2 separate regions of the Anas platyrhynchos genome follow, and region 2 is linked to region 1. A link is a contact called in public Hi-C data. All regions are on one chromosome and are shown on one strand. The core of a region is the stretch at or near the end of the contact, and the rest is flanking DNA. Distances in the headings are between cores, read along the strand shown. Region 1 has its middle 23 kb from the start of PTHLH. Region 2 has its middle 31 kb from the start of MANSC4.

Region 1 (5,946 bases), core at 1,060-3,559:
ACATCAGCTGCCTCCTCCCACCACCTTGTTTTTTTGTTTTTGTTTTTGTTTTTTACATTGCACTCTTACATCAGGACTATGTAAGGATAAGCAGATCCAGAGTTCTCAGCTTTGCTCATTTTCAGAGACTCACTATTGGCAAAAGAAGAGAACAAAAACATTAAATAAATATAGCACAATCACTAAGACTGTATTTAAGTTAGTCAGATAATGACAAGATGACATGGGGTAAATACTAAGAGTTAAAGAGCAGCTCTAACGACAGATGATCCATCATTTATAGTTAATCCATTTAAGAGACATTTTTATCAGGCAAAGATCAACCCACTGGGACCATTAATAGTTACACTTATAAAAAAAGACAGCAGCCAGAGATCAACAGAGACAGACATAACAAGAGTTAGTCTCACAGTCCAAAATCACCAGTAAATTTAGAACACACTTACATGAACAATTTGCTGTGCATGTCATTACTTAAACAGCATTATAATACGAACATATGCATGCATAATGAAAAACAACTACAAGAATCTAATTAAAAGTCTCTGGAAAACAAGACCTCTGGAAAATATGCAGCTCATCCTAGGTGATTTTTAATGCATTAAGAGAAAAAAGAGCACACTGGCAAGTTGCCTGAAGCTGGAAAAGAGCAGTCCATGATGTGATCCCATTTGTCAGAGTCTAGGTAGGATTATATGAAATAATCTACAGTGTTATATACAATGTCTGTTAGGTATTGTGAAAGGAATGCTTGTCTGGGTGCACTATAAACACCCTGCAGAGCTTTTGTTGATGTTAGCAGGAGCTATCCTTGGGACCAGTGCCCATGCATCAGACCTGCTACAGGCTGCACTCACCCACTCCCCTGAGCTCAACACAGGCATATTCAGCTTGTCTGAGGGCAGCTCCTTCATGCAACTGGAAAAAAAAATATCTGTAGCTAGCACACAAACCAGAGGTTGATCTCACTCTAGATTCTTGGGAGTCATCCTGCATTTCACCAATATTTTCCCTTCTGCCACTAGACAGGACTAGCAAGAATGAGGAAGATGAGCAGCAGCAGATGAGATACATGGCTATGTCAGAACAGAAGTCAAGAACACAGACACTTCCTACCAACAAAATTTATGTGCAAACTTGTCATGATATTGTTTCCAAGACCAGACTAGCAATTCATTTATGGTCATTTTCTTTAGCATCCAGACTTCTGCTTCTGTTGGACTTGATGAAATGAGGTACCACAAGAGGCAAAGCTGTCAACAGACTGTATGTATCAATTGCAAGGGCTAGTCAATATGGTAATTCATGGCTTTTGATGACCTTGGGCAGGCAGGATAATCTAGGGTTATATTAAACTGCCCTTAATCAGGCAAACCTTCCATTGAGTTCAGTAGTTGTTTTGCGTGCTTAAAAAAATATTCCCGAGGAGCCTTCAGATTTTGTCAGCAATTGTGATTTGTTTTCAACACAATTTCTCTTCTTGTCTGTAATGATCTGTCTCTTCTTTTCATACAGAGGTATCCCAGTTCTAGCCTCTGATGCCCTTCCCCTTCATTCCTGTCCTCCAGGACCATCCCATGGGCCCTCTTTTGAGAACAGATTTATATGCTGTACATATAAGGTGAGCAGGCTTATAGCTTCATAGCTTCTGGCACAGGGTACAAAGTAAAAGCAACAGAAACACTGACATATGCAGCTGTTTTTTTAAATCAGGGAAGGCCAAGCAAGGTGACCGCTGCCAGCCAAGTCTGAATGTATAAAGAGAACCACTTCCAGAGAGAGGGCTCACAAAGTTCTTGAAAGTGGGACCACCTCAGAGATGAAGTTAGTCCCTCCCCCCCGTCCCCCCCAGTCCTCCCTGACCTGCTTCAAACTCAAGCAAATCAGTTTTTCCAAGCCTCTCACCCCTTCCCTCCCCTTGAGCAGTCTGATTTTTCTATGTGAATATTTTGGCAGATCTCAGAGCAGTTTTACTCATTCACTTAATAGTCACAAATAATGGCTCTTTTTCACCAGCTAATTATTTCACCAGTCTCACAGATGCATGCCTTTCCTGAACATCTATCAAGGAGGTACCTGGTGCCCACATGAGAAACAAAAATTTAATGAAAAAAAAAAAGATGCATTCTCATTTCTTCCCTTCAAATGGTTTTGTTCTGTGGTTGCTAAAAAAATAATAATAATAATAAAAAAAATAGTCCCATGTATTTAGGACAGTTTACAGGACATAAATGAAGAGAACCACTGGAGGTCACTGTGACAGAAAAGGAGAACGTGTCAGATGAAAGCAAGACCTCCAATACACCAACCACCCGCCTGACGTGGTGGTGGTGGCAGTTGAAAGGGTGAGAAAAGAGACTGCATCTCCAGCCTGCCTTTACTGGCACTGACTGCAGAAGCAAGGCCTGAGACGGGGCTTATGTCCACATCAAAAGCTTGAATTCTGACCAGTTTTCTCTCTAAAGAATCTCAAACTTTTATCTACTGTATATACTTACATATTTACAGCCTTCAATCTAACAGTGAAGTGTCCTGGCCTGCTCACAACCTTCCAGATTGGTGCTGTGCTGAATAGACACTTTTGTAAAAAATAATGTTGTGTTATATCTTACATACATAATACCATTTTGCTTTCAGACATTCAGGGGGATGTTAACCAAAGGCTGCTGTATGCAGTACATGGGATTTGCTCCTAAAAGGAGAATCACAAATTGGTTACCAGTGCTGCCAGCGCTTCAACCAGAACTGCATAGCTTGAAATCCTTGTTCACTTTATTAATACATGTGTAGGAGGGAGGGAAGGAAGCACAGTGAGGGCGAGGGGGGCAAGGCAAGAAACATCATGCCTTTAAAATGTAGGGGATCATTCTGTTTTTTTTCCACCCTTCCTCCCAACAGCTGTTAAATCCCACATTTCTCCTGAAATGCCTGCTGCCTCTGCGACAGAGGTATGCATAGCAATCATCACTTGCGATGGCTGAAATCACTTGGCTGGACCCACAGGAGAGGAGGTTTGCAAGTTCATTTGGAATAAGAATCCAAAAAGCTATACAAGCTTTTTTTACTATTATTATTATTTTTTTAATTATTATTATTATTTTTAATTTTCTTGCCCTTCAGAGGCCCCCTCTTTCGCCTGCAGCTTCCTTTCCTTTCCACCCCATAATCTCTTTCTCCCTCAGATGAATTTCCACTGTGCCCTTAATCTACCCTGTTGCCCTCCACAAGTTTCTGGTAACTTCAAGTTCAGTACAGAATACCTTATAAAAGGAGAAGAAAAGCAAAATATCTTCAATCAAATAAAAGAACAAAAATGAAGCTCTAAATGCTACATCTTGCAAATGATACTTCTTCAAAAGCAGCTTTCCTTTCTGCCCTGTTTTTTGTGTATGGCTGTATGTATTTTTGACTAATAACTATGCATACATGCACATGCACGTACGAGTGTGTGTGGGAGTGAGAGCCAGAGAGCATATAAAGGGTATTTGGGGATTCTTTGGTTTTGGACTCACACACAGACTTGGGGGAAGCAAGTTATAAACATATAGGTAGATCCAAGAATGAATACTTTAATATTTGCAGATCTTGACGACTGCCAAATGCTAGCATTTCAGGGATGCATATTCACATGCAGCTGGCGACACAGTTTGGAAGATACCCAACATTTTGCCAGTTAGGTTCCAGACTTGAAAGATCTTAGCAGACCCATATCTATATTTCAATACTGAATAGGGAATGTTTCCCCTTATTCTCATAAACTAATAAATAATAAATCATACTAATTAACTAATAAACAAGCAAAATATCTTGCTGAGAATAGGAGAGGGGAAATAAATCCTGGTCTTTCTAGAAATAGCAAGTTATTCTTCCCAGGGTCTCCATGTCAACCTGCTAGCTCCCTAACCTGGAAAAAGACATGAAAGTTTAAGCTCAATAAAAATCAACACAGAGTCCCTTTGGGACGCCTCACCTTCATGATACCTTCTAGGTATTTACGTTAAATGGTTTGGTGCAGCTAGACTTCTTATTTAGTTTCATTTTCTTAAGGCTATCACACACTCTACCATTCCTTAGCTTGTTTACTGCTAGTCTCACCAGTAAGCCAAGTGCCAGTTTTATTTAATTTGTTTTTCCAGTGGCAGCAACAATCTGTGTGGAAAGCATAAACAGAGGGAAAGAATCTGGAATCAGCAAATGGTGTGCACAGCTGCACACCATAATTTTTGCTAGTGAAAGTTTTAATTCAGTTCATCAGAAGAAGAGCAGAAGAGTTGGAGGCAAAGAAGAGGTGGAGTAGTGGAAGAAATACAGCAAGAGGAAATAGTAAAATCCAAGGCAGCTGGAGAATCTTGGAGTCATCATAATTAAGGCCCAACAGGTTACAATTCCTCCAAAATGAGAAGTCAAACCCTAAAACCTGCCAACAGGTCTTGAAGAGGGATTGCTCAAAGATACAATTCTCAAGTACATTGTAATGGAAACAGGAATATTGCATTTTGCCTTCATTTCACTCACAGATAACAACATTCCATAAAGGCATAAAATAAGAAGGAAGAATTTTGACAATTAATACTCAGGAAACATAATTTCAGTCCATAATTAGAACAAAACTACAAATGTTCAGAAAAGGATCCTCATCATTTAGAGGCTGGATTTAGATTCAGGAATAAGAAGTATGGATCCTAATTTGTTCCTAACTATCTTCTGATTTCAAGCCTACCCCTTAAAGGGAAAGCAGATTTTGTACTTTCTAGAGCCTGTGCATTTTAGTCAATCAGTTCCTCTGGATGGGTTCTGTCACATGCCTTGCTGAAAGATTCTTGTAGACCATGCTCACACTTCAACAGTCATAATTGTTTTTTATGACTTTATCCATTAGATATTACCAACTGGCTTGTGTCCAGGGGCAAGGGGTGATCATGACTATTGCTATTATTGTTAAGACTGAGCTCAGAGTCATTTGATTCTCCTTTAGCTTGGGTGATTTCCCCTCTCCCCTCAGCAGACCTATTTCACAGGAGCCTGTAGTCTTTCATTTGACCACCCATCTTGTAATTTTACTATGATTTTTTTTTTTTTTTTTAACATGTGTGTTTGTGTGAGAATAACAGTTTAGGGAAGATTCTACAGTGCTTTAGGCTGCATTTGTATGCTAGGTATTTGTATGCTTTATTTTTATTTTTTTTCTGGGTAAGATTTACTCATGGCAGTGCTTTCGGATGAGGAGTTCAAAATATAAGGCATTAGACCAAACTAGAAATGACACAGGTGGAAAGATTAAAAATTACCTTCAGAAGCCATGCTCCATTGTCTTTTGCAAAAGACTGCACTATTTAGTTAAAGGAGTTGACAGCAGTAGCTGTCTTGTTCTTCTCCTGATGGGTCCTGAAGTAGGACAGGCCTCCTCTTCCTCACAGACTGCTGTGTGAGAGATGATCTTGGATTTTCTGCAGCTGATAAACCTGCTGAGAGGCCTTTGCACCTTTTGATTCCCTGGTGAGCATTAACAGTGAGCAGAAGTTGAGGGAGAATAGAAGAGAGAAGGTGATGGCCCACAGCTGTGACCTCTTGGTGCAGTGTGTGCCCACAGAAGATTGCACAAGAGGCCTTCACTCTCTGCCTTCAGCCCATTTCCAGATTACAGCTGCAGCTGGCCTTGTCAGGCTTGGATTATTGTCCAAACAATGCTTTGGATCTCCCCTTGGCATTTATTTAAGTGTTTAATTGACTGCAGATACCAGTGAATTGCTTATTTGGATGGTGGTAATATTGCAGAAGCACAGCATGGTTGTGCTCCATATATTCCACAGCTGCCTTCTGTCTGTGGGGGAAATTGGAGACTTCAGCTTCAATCTCGGTTTAACACAGTTCCTATAAGGGTAGTTCCCATGTGTATTTCAAAGATTGCCTCTTGCCCTGTATAAACTTGCTCAGCCACAGTCTGCT
Region 2 (6,289 bases), core at 2,143-4,642, 51 kb after region 1:
TAAAAAGCAAAGTAGATCGCTCATCTTCCACAGCTATCAAGAACTGACCTTCTCTGAATTTCCTTTGAAGACTCTACAGTCCAGCAAGAAACATGTTTCGTGCAATACATGTATCTTTAGCTGAGGAAAAACAGAGTCCTCACTATAAGAGGTGAAGTGGAAGACTAAGGCAGGGAGTACAGACATATGATTAAGCCCAGGATACAGACACAACGTAACACAATTGCCAAACTGCCAACAACTTAATGCCTTGAGAACATGGGATTTGAGAAGCCAGGTCATATCCTGTTTAGGAAATCTGCACCTTGCAACTCTACCAGTGTGTTTTAATGCAGATTGTCTCTTTCCTTAAACAGGGAAATTACTGTTACTGAAAAGCCTAAGAAAAAACATCTCCATCATGACCAAGAGCAGCACAGATATACAATTAAAATAAGCTCCCACTCACTGGAGCTTTTTGTTTCAGAGAAATAACCTTTTAACTGAATCAAACCTATGTATTTGTTCTAGATAGCAGGTTATTTCATCTGTGATGCACCACTATTGCAAAAGCAGGTTGCGGAGTTCGTGTAGTAACACCTAGCATCAACTTCTCCCCCACCTCTGGGGAAGTCTACATCTGTGTTGTATAATTAGATAGCTATTTAAATATTTACTAAAGGAAATGTATTATATGATAAATGTTTATAGAATGCTTGGTATGCTTTTCAAAAGCAGTACACTAAAAATGTGGAATATGGGAATACAGTTTATCCTAGGTGTATGAGCTTTATTTTTTTGAAATATTCTTATACAACACGAAGTATGACTTTTTAAAACATTTGACAAACAGAAGTTTTTGTCAAAACCACATTTGGAATTGAAAGCTCATGTGGGACAGCATCCATCACTAAGAAGTTATTAAATCCATCCTACCTAGGGTGTATAACCATACAAATTTTGATTTTTTTTCTTCATATTTTTCAAACGGTAAGAGTATTTTAACTTCTTTGTATTTTTATGTGCTCTGTTAAATTTGTAGTTAGGCATTCAAAGTCAGCTTGAATCAGAGTGGTTATTTGGAAAAGGGAGTTCCAGCTCTCTCTTAGAATCAACTTTCCTTAAATTTAAAGGAAAAGCTTTCCAGAGTGTAAGAACAATTCTTGGAGTAAGGGCCTGCCCTGCATGTGTATAGAAAATAATTTGTATATATATACACAGACCAAATTGACCAGCAATGGAACTACACCTTTCTACAGACCATTATCAGCTGGACAGCTTGAAGATCTCAGATTCTGACACAAAATATACCCTGGCACCATGGCCAACCAGAGCTGGCTGAAATTCATGCAGAAAAGGAAAAATTTACTCCTAGCTCCACTGCACTGCTTCCACTGAGGCAGTTTAATTCCTATCCCCCCAAAAAATGAACAAGTCCACTGTGTCACACTTACAGGGTTATAGGAAACACATCTTTGCTTCCCCCACCCAGCCATATCTTACTGCTTTAAAAACACTGCATGGCATAAATCAATGATTCACCTTGAGACTTCTGCTGTGGGCACCCCTAACAGTCTCTTTGTTTGTATATTTCCAAAACACAGAGACCTGCAATGGCAAAGCCTTTGAAATGGCTTTTCCATGATCAACGAAAAAATACCCTTCACTACTCTGTCACCTTGTCAACTCTTAGTAGCAAACCATCAGCTAAATAATTTTCAAACCTATTGGCAAGTCTAGGATTTCATCAGCAACATAGCACATGACATCAAAACTGATATTTGCAATACAGATCTGAATCACAAATGAATAGATTGCTTCTTATAATAGACGTGCATACATAAAATGACTGATGCTTGAAAGTGCAGTAAAGAACTTGGGTCCTAAATATTCCCTAATAGTTGCTGCTGTCAAAAAATAATGGAGAGATGGAAGCGTAAGGCTTACCCCCTCTTCCCAAAATCATCTGCAACATACGAGAGATTTGCCTGCCAAAGAATACACAAAAGATGGAAGAGGAAAAGGAAGGGTGAAGAAGGAAAAGACATATTTCAGAATTTATAAAACAAACTCTGGCTGAGAGGAAGTAGAAAAGCAGGTCAACAGATGACCACACTCAGAGAATACAGAGTTAATAAAAAGCATTCAAATACTTTAGTAGCTGAAAAAGATTAGAGAAAACCTGGACAAAAACAGTGTGCATCCAAAACCAAAAGTGTGTTTATCACTTTGTTGTACAGATAATTTCCAGCTATTTCTGTTTCTCTGTCTCTCTCTCCCTTTGTGTATGTACTCCCTCTTAGTTGCTTAGCTTAATGCTTAACTAAATCAATGTTGAGAGGTTTCCCTGCGTCATACTATCCTTGTTTACTGATTACTGTTCAATAGCTCTTAATGGACAGCACACATATAATATATTTACCAATCTCTTATCTAGAATACACTGTACAAGAACTGTGGTGATTTGAACTGGAAGAATTGTACTTCCACACTGGAAGTGAGGTAAGTGCCTCACTATTTCTGTCCAGATAACATGGCTTGAGGGGAGACTACCCAATTTAATATGCTGCATTGAGCAAATAGATGTTTTACCACTAGTATTTTCAAAGTTGCAAAGCATTCATAAGAGGAAGATACCAAGAAGATACCATATTTTTTTTTTTTGTAAAATTTACAGAAATGGCTCAGAGTCATTGACTATAACTTCTAGATGCTTAATTAGAAACACTTCCAGAAAGCACTAAGTGCCAAACGTATGAAACATCAATCTGTGCTCAGGTGTCTGAAATGCAATGCCCCAAGGTTAAAGCATTGTAGATCATGCTGAAAAACCTCTTCCCCTTTCTTTCCAAATCTACATCTGCACCTATTGAGTTGTCATTGCTGTACATGCATGTGAGCATTACAATTAACAGCATAGTCTCTACCCAAATTCACATTTTCTTTGCACCAAAACATTCCTGGACTTCTTTTGTTTTTAAAACACAAATTCACTTTGATTCTGATAAAAAGGCAGTTAAGTCTGGCTATTACTATGCACCACCCATGCTTGCTATAGAGGAACTCAAATCCCAAACTTGCTGCCTCTGAAGAAAATCTTACAAACTCTTTTAATACCTCCCACAGAAATCAGGAAAGAATTAATGGGCTGCTGAGTTCCTAATACGTCCCACCCTATGGCACCTGAAGGAAGTAGGTGTTAGACTGGCAGAGAAGATCTTGACAGGGTGAATATCACCTTAATGATGACAAACTGAGAGGCCTGAATCCAGCAGAGACTGTTCCCTATTAAAATCTCCCTTTACTGAAGAAAGTCTAGCAGAAAACGAGTGATTTTTCTGGCTGCCAGTGACTTAGGGGTCCCTGATCCCAGGTGGAATGGAAGTATTTGCTTTTTTTTGACTTCTGTTTACCATTGGAGGGGTGAGGAGTCAGCAGAGTGCTGGGCCCAGAAGGGGTAAAGGAGTTTATGTTCCTGTATGTTTATTTTGGACTTCAGGGGCCACATAGAGATTCATGCAAAGCAGCTGGCAGAAGATGATCACTCTGACTTGAAGGTGTTGGAAGGTATATGGATCAGATGAAAATCCACAGGGAAACAGTGTCAGAATTCTTACAGCATTTGCTACTCCTACAAGGGATGTTCTAGGGACATTATGGCCACATTGGTCAACAACAGACACTCCTCAATATTGCAGACAGTATCTACAACTAATCTTGAACAGCAAGTTCAACAGTTCAGTCTGTGTCTGTTGAACTACAGTGACAGTAAAGCTCATGCCCAATTCCTCACAGATAGATACAAGAACAGCAGGTTGTAGGACAGAGAGCTACTCTTGCTTCATGAGATGTTTTGCAAATACTCAGAGGACACAGCATTAACAATATTAATTGAAAGAGCTCTGTAGTTGAAACAGATTTAATGAAAAAAGCAAACAAGAACAACAATAAAAAAGGAAATAATACATAGGAAATGGAAACTTAAACATCCCAATTAGGCAGGTATTATATGTAAATAGATTGGGATAAATATTTTATGAAAAACAGAGTTTGGTTATCCCAAATAAAGTCTGCCAATTTATTTTATTTTGGCTCAAGAAAATAAAAAGTTACACAAACAAACTGAAGAGAGAAGGGACTATGTTTGCTGGGAAATTTGCCAATGTGATTTGGATTCAAGTTCATCCTCTTCAAGGATCTGAGCGCACTCCCTGGGATACGCCCTTATCTTTTCTATACAGGTTTAGCCCTGAGGTGGGTTGCTCTCAAACTGTTCCTGGAGCTGTTTCACCTTTCACGAATATCTGTCAAAGTTCTAATCCTTGTGCAAATAAATCTTGTATTTGTATGTTGACAATGTGAAACTGGAATGATAGTTCTCTGTTCCACATGACCATACTCTGCATTTTGTTGTGTATGGCATTATTGTAGCATGTGATAGAAGGATCCAAATGCCTATAAACAAGATTTTTTAAGAGACACTGTAGAAAGAAAGAAACAATCTCATAGCACCATGATCTAAAATAATAAAAAAAAAAAATAATCCCCCATACTAAGCTTCTTGGTACAAGAAAATGTAGTCCAGGACACACAACAGTGCTTTGCTGTTCAGAGTCATGAAGTATTAACAATGCTTTCTCAGTAACTCCCCAACAGCATCATTCCAGAGATGTTCACCTTCTCCCCAAATACGCTCAGGAAAACATCATTCTCCTGACTACTTAGAGTCAGTATACTTGAAAGATTTGTGTTAACAGGGACAGACAACACTCAGCAGAGACTGAAATGTAACACAAAAGCATACAGGTGGGGCATAACTGAGATCATACTTTATGCAAATTCTCCAAGTCTTCAGTCTATGCCTCTTCTTTCATCAGCTGGTTGCACAGTTAGCATCTCTTCAGATTCCTTCAGAATTAAAGAAAGAGGCATAAAATATGTGCCTAATTCAAAGCTGACTCTTTTTTATTAACATCAAAAGGCTTTGGATCAGGCCCTAATAGAAAAAAAAAAAAAAAAAAAAGAAAAGAAAAGAAAAGAAAAGGCTCTCCACAAGACTATTGTGCATTTGTAATTAGATACACAATAGGTCTTTTGTGATTCCTCTCCTTGATGCACCTATCATTATACATATGTTAGGAGATAACATGTCATTAAAGAGTCATAATGTCAGTCAGAGAGTCATACAGAAGCCGAAGGTATTTTCTTTTGGCCTGCCAAGTAGCACTTCTGATAAGAGATCACCTGCCCAAGAACTGTGCGTTCCTATCTCACCACTAACATTTTCTTCCAAATACACAGATGCCTTGCCACAAATTATTGTGGTTGAAAGGGTTTGAGTTGCAGGGGAGAGAGGGGAAGAGGGAAAAGGGAGTTGTTATTTTAAAACCATTTAAAATTTCTTCTGCCTGCTTCTACATTTGAAAATTGCTTATGCCTGGAGGTTAGAGAATGGCTATTCCTAAGCATCTGTTTTCTGACTTCATCTCCACCCCTGCCACCCAAAATCATGTTTTTATGGGCTTCAGAGCAGTTATGAATTGCTAATTTACAACTGAAAAATACACATTTCAGATGACATAGCATGGTCTTCACAGAAATTCAAGGCCCTACCTGTAAAAGGGTAAAATTTCCCTTACAACCAACTAAAAAGGCAATACAATATACAGACATATGTAGTATACCCAGTAGAAAAAAGAAAGCTGTAATAAAAATATCCAAAGACGAAAACAGTCTTTCTAACATCACCTCCCAAATGGTTGTTCAGTAACATTTTTTTTAATATGAGTGAATAATGTAAATCTTTGACCTAGTCTAAGTTCCATAGGAAAACAGATAAAATCACTTTTTATGTTTTAAACCTTGCATAGTTGAAGTCTTCTTGAAGAAAAAAAGATAAGATTCTACTACCCTTACACTGCTTAAATGCCTTATACTGTGAGTACTTGCCAAGTAATGCACTATAGAACCCTGTTTCACAGCATGAGCAATAAAAGCTAACCAGAAAGTTTATAGGTTAAGTCATTTTAAATACGTGAGAACTTAAAGTTAGGAAGATTCCTGGAAAGAGGATTTTAGGTTTGATCAAAACCTACACAGCAGTTCTGTGTAAGATTCCCATGAACCCCTGACAGTAGTGGTGTTTTTATCACTTGTACTCGTTTACAGAAATCTTGAACAAGATGGGGTGGAAATAACTCCAAAAGAGACAGACAGCATACAGGAGGTTGATGGTTGCATCAGAAATTTTATGTCAGCAGTTATTTGTGAACTGACAGCATCTTGTCTCAAAGTTGAGTATTACTGTACA

Evidence for each region. Hi-C and Micro-C count contacts between places; a contact is called where the count stands out from the background.
Region 2: a contact with region 1 is called in a Hi-C map of skeletal muscle, with 3 times the contacts expected there. The contact joins two enhancer-like sites. A contact is called at or near these places in 4 of 8 Hi-C or Micro-C datasets (F1 follicle, F5 follicle, liver and 1 more).

Annotation. Positions count from the first base shown.
Region 1 is chr1:69,441,037-69,446,982 of IASCAAS_PekinDuck_T2T, forward strand. No RefSeq gene overlaps it. Among named protein-coding and RNA genes, the nearest start is that of PTHLH, 23 kb to the left of the region's middle. Within about 2 kb of position 2,310, at least 1 of the 8 cell types and tissues checked has an H3K27ac peak or open chromatin away from gene starts, as enhancers often do.
Region 2 is chr1:69,491,274-69,497,562 of IASCAAS_PekinDuck_T2T, forward strand. No RefSeq gene overlaps it. Among named protein-coding and RNA genes, the nearest start is that of MANSC4, 31 kb to the right of the region's middle. Within about 2 kb of position 3,393, at least 1 of the 8 cell types and tissues checked has an H3K27ac peak or open chromatin away from gene starts, as enhancers often do.